Linked DNA regions of Oryctolagus cuniculus: region 1 is linked to region 2. A link is a contact called in public Micro-C data. All regions are on one chromosome and are shown on one strand. The core of a region is the stretch at or near the end of the contact, and the rest is flanking DNA. Distances in the headings are between cores, read along the strand shown. Region 1 has its middle 83 kb from the start of GLS. Region 2 overlaps STAT1 (signal transducer and activator of transcription 1).

Evidence for each region. Hi-C and Micro-C count contacts between places; a contact is called where the count stands out from the background.
Region 1: a contact with region 2 is called in a Micro-C map of ear pinna, with 2.3 times the contacts expected there. The contact joins two enhancer-like sites. A contact is called at or near these places in 4 of 6 Hi-C or Micro-C datasets (ear pinna, embryonic fibroblasts, psoas muscle and 1 more).

What each region holds. Positions count from the first base shown.
Region 1 is chr3:49,516,421-49,522,127 of mOryCun1.1, reverse strand. No RefSeq gene overlaps it. Among named protein-coding and RNA genes, the nearest start is that of GLS, 83 kb to the right of the region's middle. Within about 2 kb of position 3,202, at least 2 of the 8 cell types and tissues checked have an H3K27ac peak or open chromatin away from gene starts, as enhancers often do. A contact at or near this core is called in ear pinna, where this site is marked.
Region 2 is chr3:49,328,699-49,334,306 of mOryCun1.1, reverse strand. STAT1 (signal transducer and activator of transcription 1) reads right to left here. Exons shown (of 25, transcript XM_002712346.5): 19 at 4,466-4,515; 20 at 3,713-3,807; 21 at 2,696-2,841; 22 at 1,400-1,585; 23 at 343-418. Among named protein-coding and RNA genes, the nearest start is that of STAT1, 37 kb to the right of the region's middle. Within about 2 kb of position 2,661, at least 1 of the 8 cell types and tissues checked has an H3K27ac peak or open chromatin away from gene starts, as enhancers often do. A contact at or near this core is called in ear pinna, where this site is marked.

The DNA.
Region 1 (5,707 bases), core at 1,953-4,452, 190 kb before region 2:
AAGAGGAAGCAATAAACACAAAGTGCACCAGAGCTGTTAGGGTCATAAAGTGTGTTGCAACCCTACTCCAAATCAAGGCCTGCCTAGAACTAACAGAAACTGTCATTAGCACCATCCCCTTTACTTCCTAATTGCAGACATGAAAGTCACAGTCCTTCTCGCTCTGCCCTCTGGCCTAGGAAGGAGAGAAGCAACTTAAATCCACTGGAGGTTAAAATCACCATTTTTCAGGTTGACAATTTTCAGTTTATGAAGGTGCCATGTGTTCGGCCTGAGAGAGTGCATAGCAGGAGTTTTCCTTTGTGCATCGATGTATGAAATACCTGCGATGTCTGTAGGGCATGGATGAGGCCACAACCAGGAGATTATTTCAAGCCAGTTGCAGACTAGGAGAACCGCACATGAAGAAGGGTTCCAAGTACTCTCTGGTCCCATCCCCGAAGAGGGCAATCTCTGTATTTTTAGTGGATTCAAGCCAAGAACTTTTCAACTCTTGGTTCCTCTTTCCTACTCTGTCCAACATCCAATTGGACTGCACATCTTGCTGGTGTAGGAGGTAAGTTATTCCAAAATACATCAAAGCTCTCCCCTTCCCACCCCTACCTACGCTCCCTTCTCCCTTCCTTGCCTCCACCGGCTTCCCCCTCCAGGCTATTCACTCAGCAGCCAAAATGATGTTGGCAAATATGTCATCTAAGGTAATAGAGTTACTGTAACAAGGAAGTCCCCAAGTCTGAATAATATCAATTTCATTTTTCATTCACCTAATACTCCCATGCAGGACCCTTGTCAGTGCCAGGCTGGGACAAGGCAAATCCCAGTCATCTTTACTAACTGGAGTCAACATCCCACTGAAGGGCAAAGAGAGAGTGAAGCAGGTGCATCTGCTCCTTCAATGCCTCTGCCCCAGAGGCACCTGTCAATCAGTCCTGCTCACGTTGCTGTGTGAGATTTCATCCATGGCCTCTCTAGAAGAAAGGAAGACCCTAGCTGGGCAGCAGCTGTCTGCACCGACTCCACGGCTCTGGGAGGCTTTAGCAGAACTCGCCATCTGTGAAAATGTAGGGCAGGCTTTGCTCTGCTTCAGCTTAGAACTCTCCGGGAGCTTTGCACCAGCCTCGATGAGAAACCCAGAGCCTCCAGGTCCTCATGATCTGACACTGTTCTCTCTGTCTAGAATATTTCCTCACCAGGTCATATCATTGACTCTCTTTCATCAGTCTTAACTGATAGAGGGTGGGATCTGGGAACACTCACTTTAAATGGACATCCAGAGACCCTCCTGCAGATGGCCAGTCGGACACAGTGGCACAGTGATGAAAAGCATGGACTCTGCGGTCAGAGACACCTGGGCTCAAGTCATACAGGGACTTACTGACACCAAATCTGCAACCTTGGGCAGCTTTATTTTTTAAAAAAAGAAGAAGATTTATTTATTTGAAAATCAGAGGTGCAGAAAGAGAGAGAGGTAGAGGAGAGAGAGAGAGAGAGAAAATCTTCCATCCACTGATTCACTCCATGCATGGCTACAACAGCCAGGACTAAGCCAAGTCAAAGCCAGGAGCCAGGAGCTTCTTCTGGGTCTCCCACCTGGATGCAGGGTCCCAAGCACTTGGGCCATCTTCCACTGCTTTCCCTAGGCCATTAGCAGGGAGCTGGATCAGAAGTGGAGCAGCCAGGACTCAAACTGGTATCCAAATGGGATGCTGGCATCACAGATGGTGGGTTTACCCACTATGCCATAGCTCTGGCTCCAACTTTGGGCAACTTGCTTGCCCTCCTTGGGGCTCGCTTTCTATACCCATGAAATAGGGGTAAGGACATTGACTTGGCTTAGTCCTGGCTGTTGTAGCCATGCATGGAGTGAATCAGTGGATGGAAGATTTTCTCTCTATATAAGTTAAGTGAGGTCAAGATAAGTGCAAGGCATTCGGTCTAGCACATAGGGAGTGGCACCACAGAACACCTATAAATGCACACGCAGCCTTAGAAAAGGTAGGCATGACACAGGGCAAAAGGAAGTGTGAGCAAATGAATGCTAAATGAGGAAGTGATGTGATTCCTGTTGAATGATTTGTATGTTGCTGGGGTTTGGCTATGAGTATATTTCCCAAAGGAGTGCATTCCCCAAAGGCTCTTGTGCTAGAAGCTGAGTGGGTACGGCAAGAGTTGAGAGGTAGTGGAGTTTTAAGAGGTAGAGCCCACTGGAAAGTGATCAAGATAGGTGAGGTCACCAATCACCATGATTGCTTTTTTTTTAAGATTTATTTATTTATTTGAAAGAGTTAACAGAGAGACAGAAGCAGAGAGACAAAGGTCTTCCATCCACTAGTTCTCACCCTAAATGGTCATAATGGCCAGAGCTGAGCTGAGCTGAAGCCAGGAGCCAGAAGCTTCGTCCGGGTCTCCCATGCGGGTGCAGAGGCCTAAAGACTTGGGCCATCTTCTACTGCTTTCTCAGGCCATAGCAGAGAGCTGGATCAGAAGTGGAGCAGTCAGGACTTGAACCGGTGCCCATATGGGATGCCAGCACTATAGGTGGCAGTTTAACTCACTACACCACAATGCCAGGCCCCTTGTTGATCCTTTTTTAAGAAAAAGAATAACAATCACACAAACAAATTTAGAAAAGAATTACAGAAAGAATATGAAAGAAAAGAAAAGGATTCACAATAAGCTAGCAGAGCCTTGAAAGTCCAAATTCCTTTCCTCTGACATCTCTGGTGTTTCGCCAGAAATGCTTATACAGAAACAGCAACTTGACTTCCCTCCCCAGCTGCAATTGTGCTACAGCCTCCAGCAATGCCCACAGAGGCCCATGCAAATAAGGGAACTGAAACTTAGGTTTCATTTACTTCACAGTAGATCTACCCTGCTCTGATTAAGTGTTTCTCAGCCGCACTCAATGCTTCAGGGTGGGAAAAATCTAATATCCACTTAAACGAAGGCCATGTCCTCCTGTTTGCAAATTCAGGGTGCATCCTTTCCTTGAAGGCAGAGGGGACCAAACACTGCTATGAGGAAAAACAAAATCCCATAGAGGACAGTGACCCTGGCAGTCATGACCTTGGGGTGGCTCAGAGAGGGTTGAGTCCCTGAGCTCTTCCAGAATACTTTGCCCCACTCCTATTGGTACGAATACTGTCTTAAGCACCAGTGATACCTTCAGGAAGTATTTGCTTTCTGTCGTTTCTTCCATTAGCCCTACAGATTCATTGTCCTCGGCTCCACCCTGCTGTATGCACCCCAGGAGGCTGACCCAGACAGATATTTGGCTCTCGTCATGCCCAGCTCATGGATGGGTTTGGCCATTGGGAGGTACCAGCCAAAGAAGAGCAAGATGGGATATTTCTACACCTTGTTCTCTGTGTTGGCTGCAGCCTCTTCTCTTCTCCTCTCCTTACAACCACCCTCCCCAAGGCCTGGAAACAGCTCCATCTCCTTGATTTTTAGGCCTGGGAAGGTAATGGTCCCCAAGTCTCCAGCCAGGGAGACTGTGCAATCCTTTGTTGGCTTTCTTTAAGATGTAGTTATTTGTTTGAAAGACTGAGTGACAGAGAGAAGGAGATACGGAGAGAAAGACAGCTTCTATCTGATGACTCACTTCCCAAATGCCTGTAATAGCCAGGGCTAGGCCAGGCTTGAACCAGGAAAAAGGAACTCCATTCTGATATTCCATGTGGGTGGCATGGACTCCAGAACTTGAGCCATCATTTGCTGGCTCCCAGATGCATTAACAGAAAACTGGATCAAAAGTGCGGGGTAGCCGGGTCTCAAACGAGGCACTCCAACATGGGATGTGGGAGCCCCAAGAGGTGGCTTAGCCCACTATGCCCCAACCCCTGCGGTTTGCTAGTTTTCTGCTCACACTTCTGTAAATACTTTCCTTACAAAGGAACCCAGTTTGAACACCCACCCAGTTTCTGCTTGGACCCTGATTGATACCATGATATAATTATCAGAGGAAAGAGAGCCTTCAAAAACTTGAGCTTTTGTTTCCAAAATTAATGGATGAGTGAAGAGAAGTAAAGAACTGGAGATGACACTGAACGTAGCTGCCAATTTACTGTGGCAAACGTGTCTGGTTCTTCCCTCCTGGCAGGTGGTGTGAGGGGAGAGCAGCCCCCAGTAAAAGATGAGCATGCAGCACCATGGGTGTGAGAACCGGGTTCTCTGTCTACAGGCCACATGTTCCTCCAGCCAGGGAGAACCTTCTAAAATGAGCAAGATCCTTCTATCCATTTGTGGGGTTATTAAATTTTCTCCAATTTCAATATTTGCAAAGATGGGAAAACATGTACAGGGCACATCAATTTGTCAGAATATTCTGTTGAGCAAAATATGCTCAAAACTTTCCCAGCATCCATTTATTTCTTTTGACCAATGGAGAACCAAGTGTGGTCTTTCTGTGGCAGACCTACAGGTACCTGAAGACAGGTGCCCAGTCACCCTAACTGAGTGGAGGCACTGTTGACACATGTTACACTACTCTAGTGCTTTGAATGGCCAGTTCATGAATGCACCTATGAGACTACGGTGTCCAAAAGTGGACATAATGATCTAAATGGACTTTTGCTTGAAATAACCACACAACACTCAACAAGATTTGCCTCATCATTCTTCCCCTGCTCTTCAAAGAAAATGTCTTTTCTCTTACTTCTGAGACACATTTAAAATTAATCCTTTCTCTTCAACACCCACAGCTGCTACCTCCTTTAACCATACTAAAATTATCTTCTCCTCTCACATCATTTCCTATTTCAAATGCCCCTTTTATAGCTTCTCATGGCTTTTTTCTATCAGATTCAAGTTTCTTGATTTTACTGTTACCGCCTGACCCCAATCAGTATTTTTACTGCTTCCTGATTTTCTTGTTCTCTTTTCTTCTCTACAACTTTGTTCCCTGTCACCTCTACTGAATATACTACTGATTTCACACTGTGTTTTTGAAATATTCAGTTATTTTCATCTTTTTTCCATTTAGGAGTCCATTTTATATAACCACTTCATGTTTCAAACTTAGAGGAAACCCACAGATGCGCACACAATCTAAATGACCATTTCTTCATCAAAGTTCATGAATGTCCCCATTTCAGTGCTTTGATCCTATTCTCTGAATTAAATAACCCATAATAAGCTATTAGAAACAAAATCATATTTCATAGTATTGCACAATAATGTGAAATCCTGTATAATGATGTAAAACATAGAACTTTAAGTAACATGGAAGTAACACTTGAAATAACGTTGGTTTACAATTCTCTCACTGAAAGATGCATCATATGAATCATTCAGACTATATATAAAACTCTTCATAGAATAGTTGTCACATTAGTCTCACCTACATTTAGCTTTAATCATTATAAGGGAAACCTACAGTTCAGGTCCTTGAGCTCTGAAGAAAACATAATCTATGCCCTTGTTTTGAAGGATGGGATTGAACTAAGCATTCAGTATTGAGAATTTTCTATCTATACCTGTGCCTGTCTCTGGACATAAGCCACGTTAAAAAAAATCTAACTAGAGATACAAATATTGATACACAATGTCACAATATTGTCTACTAGAATTCCTTAAGTTATATTTATACCACATTTTTATTGAAGGAGCTCAAAGTCCTCCATAGATATGATCTTTATAATTCTCCCAACAGTCTCTCTAAGCATGCAGATAGCAGAAAGGATTATATTGTCTCTTTTCTGAAGAG
Region 2 (5,608 bases), core at 1,412-3,911:
GTATCTCAATCATTACTTTGGCCTTTTCTAGATTGAAAAGAACTACTTTCTCACTCTGATCAATTTTTGTTCATTTTATTTATGCTGTTTCAAAGGATTCGTTTTGGGAGAATTTATATACCTTAAAGACAACTTTGTTTTTGTTTTTGTTTTTGTTTAAATGCAGTAAAATGCTGGGAGTCAGTGACACTGGGATCTCTAGTTAGGATCTTTCCATCAAGTCCACCTGTGAAGGCGATAGCAATTTTAATGGAAAAGCGAAGTACAAGCATCTTCAGCAGGCCCCAGCCAGGAGCAGGCTGGCTTGGGTTCTAAACATGCCACTCTTCCGTGTGCACTTACACTTCAGACACAGAAATCAACTCAGTCTTGATGTATCCAGTTCCTTTGGGGCCGTCAAGTTCCATGGGTTCTTGCCCTAGAAGCAAACACATCGTGTACACTTTGCGTTAGAAGAAGTTACACGGTGAAGGATCAACTGTTTATGGATCAAAATGCCACTGTTGTCCCGGACAGCTTAGAGGCCTGTAGCTTTTAAGCACGATGACCTCGCTGCCTGGGTCACCTGGAATTCCAGCGGGAACCCATAAGCAACTAGAAGAAAACGGGAGGAGATCTCAGCAGCAGTCTAACTGGCAGCCCTCTCTTTTCAAGTTTTGAAGTCCTACATGAAGCTGGAGCCCTAAAACACACAAAGGTCTCTGATCGGGTGGTGCTAGCCTGGCGGATGCATTGCACAATTATCAAGACAGCATCTTCACTCCAAAGTTACTGTCCTGATATTGAGATTTCTGACTCAAAACTAATTAGCCTTGTTGGTGTGTTCCAAGCCAGATGGGTCTTACTGGGAACTTTCCCGAGCACAATTCAGGGCTGACCGTGGAAGCAGATCTGTGTTCTAAGACAGGTCTCCTCTTGATGGTAAGCAGTAATGACGACAGGATCTAGTGACTAACTGGGTCAGCCTGAATCAACCACTCCACGCCTCCCTGGCCTCCATTTCCTCAAGTTTAACACGAGCAAGTTGGCCACGTCCCCTACACTTTACCGCTTTCCACGTGGAAAAAGTGATGTGTAACAGATACACAAACCACAAATGGACATTTCCAACACCCCTAAAATAGGAGATTAACCATTCGTTTCTCACTGACTGTATCAGACCAAATAATGACTGTACTTCAGCTGCACTGAGCTCACACCACCCTGTGCATGCATGCATGCAGCCTGTAGCAGTTCAAAGGGAGTGGGGGGTTCATGTCACAGGCTGGGTGGAGCCTGTGCTGGCTCCTTCCCCTTGAAGACAAAGGCAGTGTGGCTGCTGACGCTGCCGGCGAGCCAGCCCTTCAGCACCAGGGGACCGGGGGACCGCGTGTGCTGCTCTCCTCGCAACCCCACTCACCTTCCTTTGGCCTGGAGTAATACTTCCCGAAGGCATGGTCCTTGTCAATATTTGGATACAGATACTTCAGGGGGTTCTCAGGAATATTCTCGGCAGCCATGACTTTGTAATTGCGGATGATATCAGGGAAAGTCACAGCAGAAAGTTCTTTCTTCGTGTAGGGCTCAACCGCATGGAAATAAGGTTCTAGAAAGGAGAAGAACCAAGTGAGTCCTGGGAAACATGCCAAACAAGAGAGCATAAAACACGGCACAGTTTGTGGATTTGACTGCACCCGGTACGAGCTAATCACACTCTAGGAGTTACAACACTGATGGAGGACAGTTTTATTCCTACATAAATTCTAATTCTTTCAAATAGGAAAAATAAAGGCAATCACTACTTTAAAACACAGCACGTCTCACTATCTGCTTAGATTTATGAATCTGGACAAAGCGGTCCACTGAGCAGCTTGTACAGCCTGCACCAAGGGTTTTCTACCTCTGAGTGCTTTGCTGGCTCCGTCTCTCAGCTGGTTCAGAAAATGAACTATCAGGGAAAAGAGAAGGCAGGAGCCTGCACCTGCCTAGACCATGATCTGATCCCAGCCCCGGCTTTTTCATCATGGGGAAAAAATATAAGCAGAACAAGAAAAGGATCCTGTCCTTTCACTTCTACCCACGCAAAGCACAGGAGTCGCTGGCACAGCCGGCTTGTCTAGTCTTCAAACACAGCGGACTCAAATCAACAAAACAGGGGCCGCTCTGCTGCTAACATTTTTCATCTGTGCTGTTCAGCCTTCTCCTCACAAATCCGCTTTATAATGCCAAGGTTTTCTGGAGTCGTTTAGCCAAGGACTCCTTCATCCAATTTAGGAGAAAGACAAATTTACAGCTGCAGCTCCTCCCGAGAGCCCCTGAGCACACACGCCCGCTCGGGGCGTGTAAATCGCCCGCGGGCTCTTCTCCCAAGGCCCGTCCTCCACCGTGCGTTCCACTCTGGGGTTACGCTAGGCGAGGTGGAAGCCGACATCATGCCCGTGGGGAACGCAACTCCTTCCAAGTCCTGGCTGCAGATGATGTTGAGTCACATCCTTGATCCACAGATAATAAACTGGACCAAAAGGAAAGGATTTGGCCTTGTCTGAAAAAAACCTATCACTTCCCCGATCTGTTCCAGGCGCGAGCCCCCACTGTCCACAGTGGTTTTGTAAACCATATGCAGGGGCTCAGCCGGGGGAGCGGGGGCTCTGCAATCCCACCGCGCGCCTGAGCTGTGAAGGAGGTCACAGAGTGAGCCCCACTGCCCTGCACTCACCGCCTCCGTTCTGGGACCGCTCCACCCACGTGAACGTGATGGCGCCTTCCCGGCTGCTCTCGCTGAACCGCAGCAGGAACGTGCCGGGCTGCTGGTCCTTCAGCAGGGCGCGCTCTCGCTCCTTGCTGATGAAGCCCATGATGCACCTGGACAAGCAGAGGTGGAGGGAGGGGCTCCGGTTCAATCACAGCTTTAACGTTCGTGTTCACTTTACAAACCAAGAAAGTGATGGGGACTTGACCAGAGACCAGAGGCCAGAAATGGCTGGATGGACAGTTTTTGCACGTCTTTCACATTTAAGGGCGCGTTTCACGTATGCTTGCACATGCTTAAGTAAAAAAGGAAACGCACCCATGAGCATGGCGTAAGTGGGATGAACAGGTGCTCAATGAACACATGCTGGACTCACGAGCCTTTTATTGCCACTTGGTGATCCTAAAAGCCACGAAAAGCTCTCAATTTATGCAACTTTTATTCTGGACAGGAAGACTTGAGTAAATTTGCATATTCTGGCCCTTTTGATCAATTTAAAGCTTTTGCTGAAATATGGCTGATCTTTAGAATAAGTTAGATAGAAACAATTTGCTAAGTTAAAAAGGGATTTTCCTTCTTCAGGGACAACATAGTAGGCCCTCAAGAAACTTTTGTTGCATGTACTTCAAAATGTGGACAAAGGAGGCATTTAAAGTATGCATTTCTGTTGGTGCAAAAATAATTTCAAAATCTATGCATAGCTTTTTCATACTTTATATTTTCCACATAGTATAAAAAACATTTCCTTTGCACTGAAGTTTTTCTGTATCAAAATCAAGTCAAACTTTTAATTCCACTTTCCCATGAACTTTTTCGAGTCCTTCCCATTAAACAAACACAAAGAAAAGTATCAGTTTAACCTCGTGAGGGTCCACCCATGAAGCCTGGAAGGGACAGGTCTCGTCAAGTAACGGAGACCAGCTTGGGGAAGGTTAGGTCGTGCAATGAACAGGTGTCAAGGGCACACCCATCGGGGGCTCTTACCCATCATTCCATAGACACAGCAGGTGCTTTTTAATCAGTTCTAGGATGTTTTCAATCCACAGCCAGAAGGAGAAATTTTTGTCACTTATATTTTCCTGAAAGTATACAAAGGTACACATTAGGAACAAAGAAATCCAAGATAGTAACTTGTCATGCCCCTCCCACTGCCCCTCCACCCCCGACCCGGGCCAGCTGCCAAAGACCCAAGTGTCCCCATCAAACCCAAAGAACCCACGCTGACGGATGGCTGCAGGGGCCCTCTCCCTTATCAGCCTTCGGACCTGGAGCTCTTCTCTCTTCCATTTCCCTGGGCTGGGATCCACTTCCCTCCACACCCAGTAGCAAAACAGTCAGGAATAATCTCCGGGCGTGGGGTGGGGGGACAGAAGCAGCAGCTGCCCCACACCAGGAAGGGCCAGGACAGCTGGCAGGCCACAGTCTGGGTGACCCCCGCAGAGTCTGAACCCTGTCTGCTCCTGCAAGGCCAGGGAAACTCACACAGCCCCAAGCACACAGTTCACATCAAGGGGCCCAAAACGCTGCCAGGCAAGGGGCTGAAGTGAGCTAACAGAAGGCTCATTTCGGGTGTGAAAAAATGTTATCACCCGGCAGGTGCTTCCTGTGAGGCTCTGGCTTGGAGACCAGCCTCCTGCACAGCGTGCCCTGGGGCTTGGAGGGCCTGGTGAGAATGCCAAGAAAAGCAAACAGTGAAGTAACCGCCCCCACAGAGCGCAACACTCGCCCGCTACCCACCTTGCAGAACCTCGTCCACGGAATAAGACCATCGAGGCCGGCATTAGGACCTGAGCAAACGAAAGCAAGCTTCGTCAGCACAAAGCAATCGAGTGTGCAGCTGCCCGGGACGGAGGGCTCTCGGACTTGGTCTCCAAGAAGAGAGCTACCACCCACCGAAGGGACGGTGCACGTCGATGGTTGACATTCTCAGACACGTTAGTGCTCAATCAGCTGGCCAGTGATCCCACGTGCCCAAGGGCATAAAGAAAATCCCCTAAAACATCTACTCGGCTTGGTTTCAATTTTTAATTAATTACTTTGAAAGGCAGAGAGGAGGGGGAAGGAGAGAAGGGAATGGGGAGGGAGAGGGTAGGGGAGAGGGAAAAGAGAGCAAGATGGTGAGCGCACTGAAGCGAGCTCCCCCTCGCCCCCACCCGCACCCATCCACTGGTTCGTTCTCCAAATGCCTACAACAGGCAAAGCTGGGCAGGCCAATCAGAGCTGGAACTCAATCTGGGCTCCCACACGAATGGCAGAAATGCAGCTACCTGCGCCATCACCACTGCCTCGAGCCCGCTAGCCGGCAGCTAGAATTGGGAGCACAGACAGAATTGAGGCCCGGTGCTCCGACACATACGCGCAAGTCCCAAACCGCAAGGGACGTTCGACCCTCGTTTGATTTTAACAGCGTGAAGAACGGACAGCAGATCACTGGGCACCACAATATGAAAGTTTTTAGGGAAGGCAGAAACATCCCAACACCTCACTGTGTGCCCTCATCCCCCCATCGCCTGTGAGGAGAGGACAACCCTTCAATCCGTCTTCACTTCACATGGCCTCCCAAGACCATCAGTGGCCTTTGCCTTTGGCACTGAACCAGAGCCTCCGAGCCACGCTTCCTAGAGGAGCCCCAACCTGGTCTCTCTGCTTAATCTGTTTCCCTACTGCCTCCGCCCACTTCCAAAGACCCTACGGAATCCTTTCCAAGTCCACACCAAGACTGGGATCACTCCTAGGTGACCAACCTGAGCCTTCTTTTAGGCATTACGTACGCACTTCCCTCAGTCTTCCTCCCAACAGGGCATGGTGCAGGCATGAGCATTAGAGGGGGCTGAGGGGTCGTGATCGCCACACACTGCAGCAGCCCAGGCTGTAGGCAGG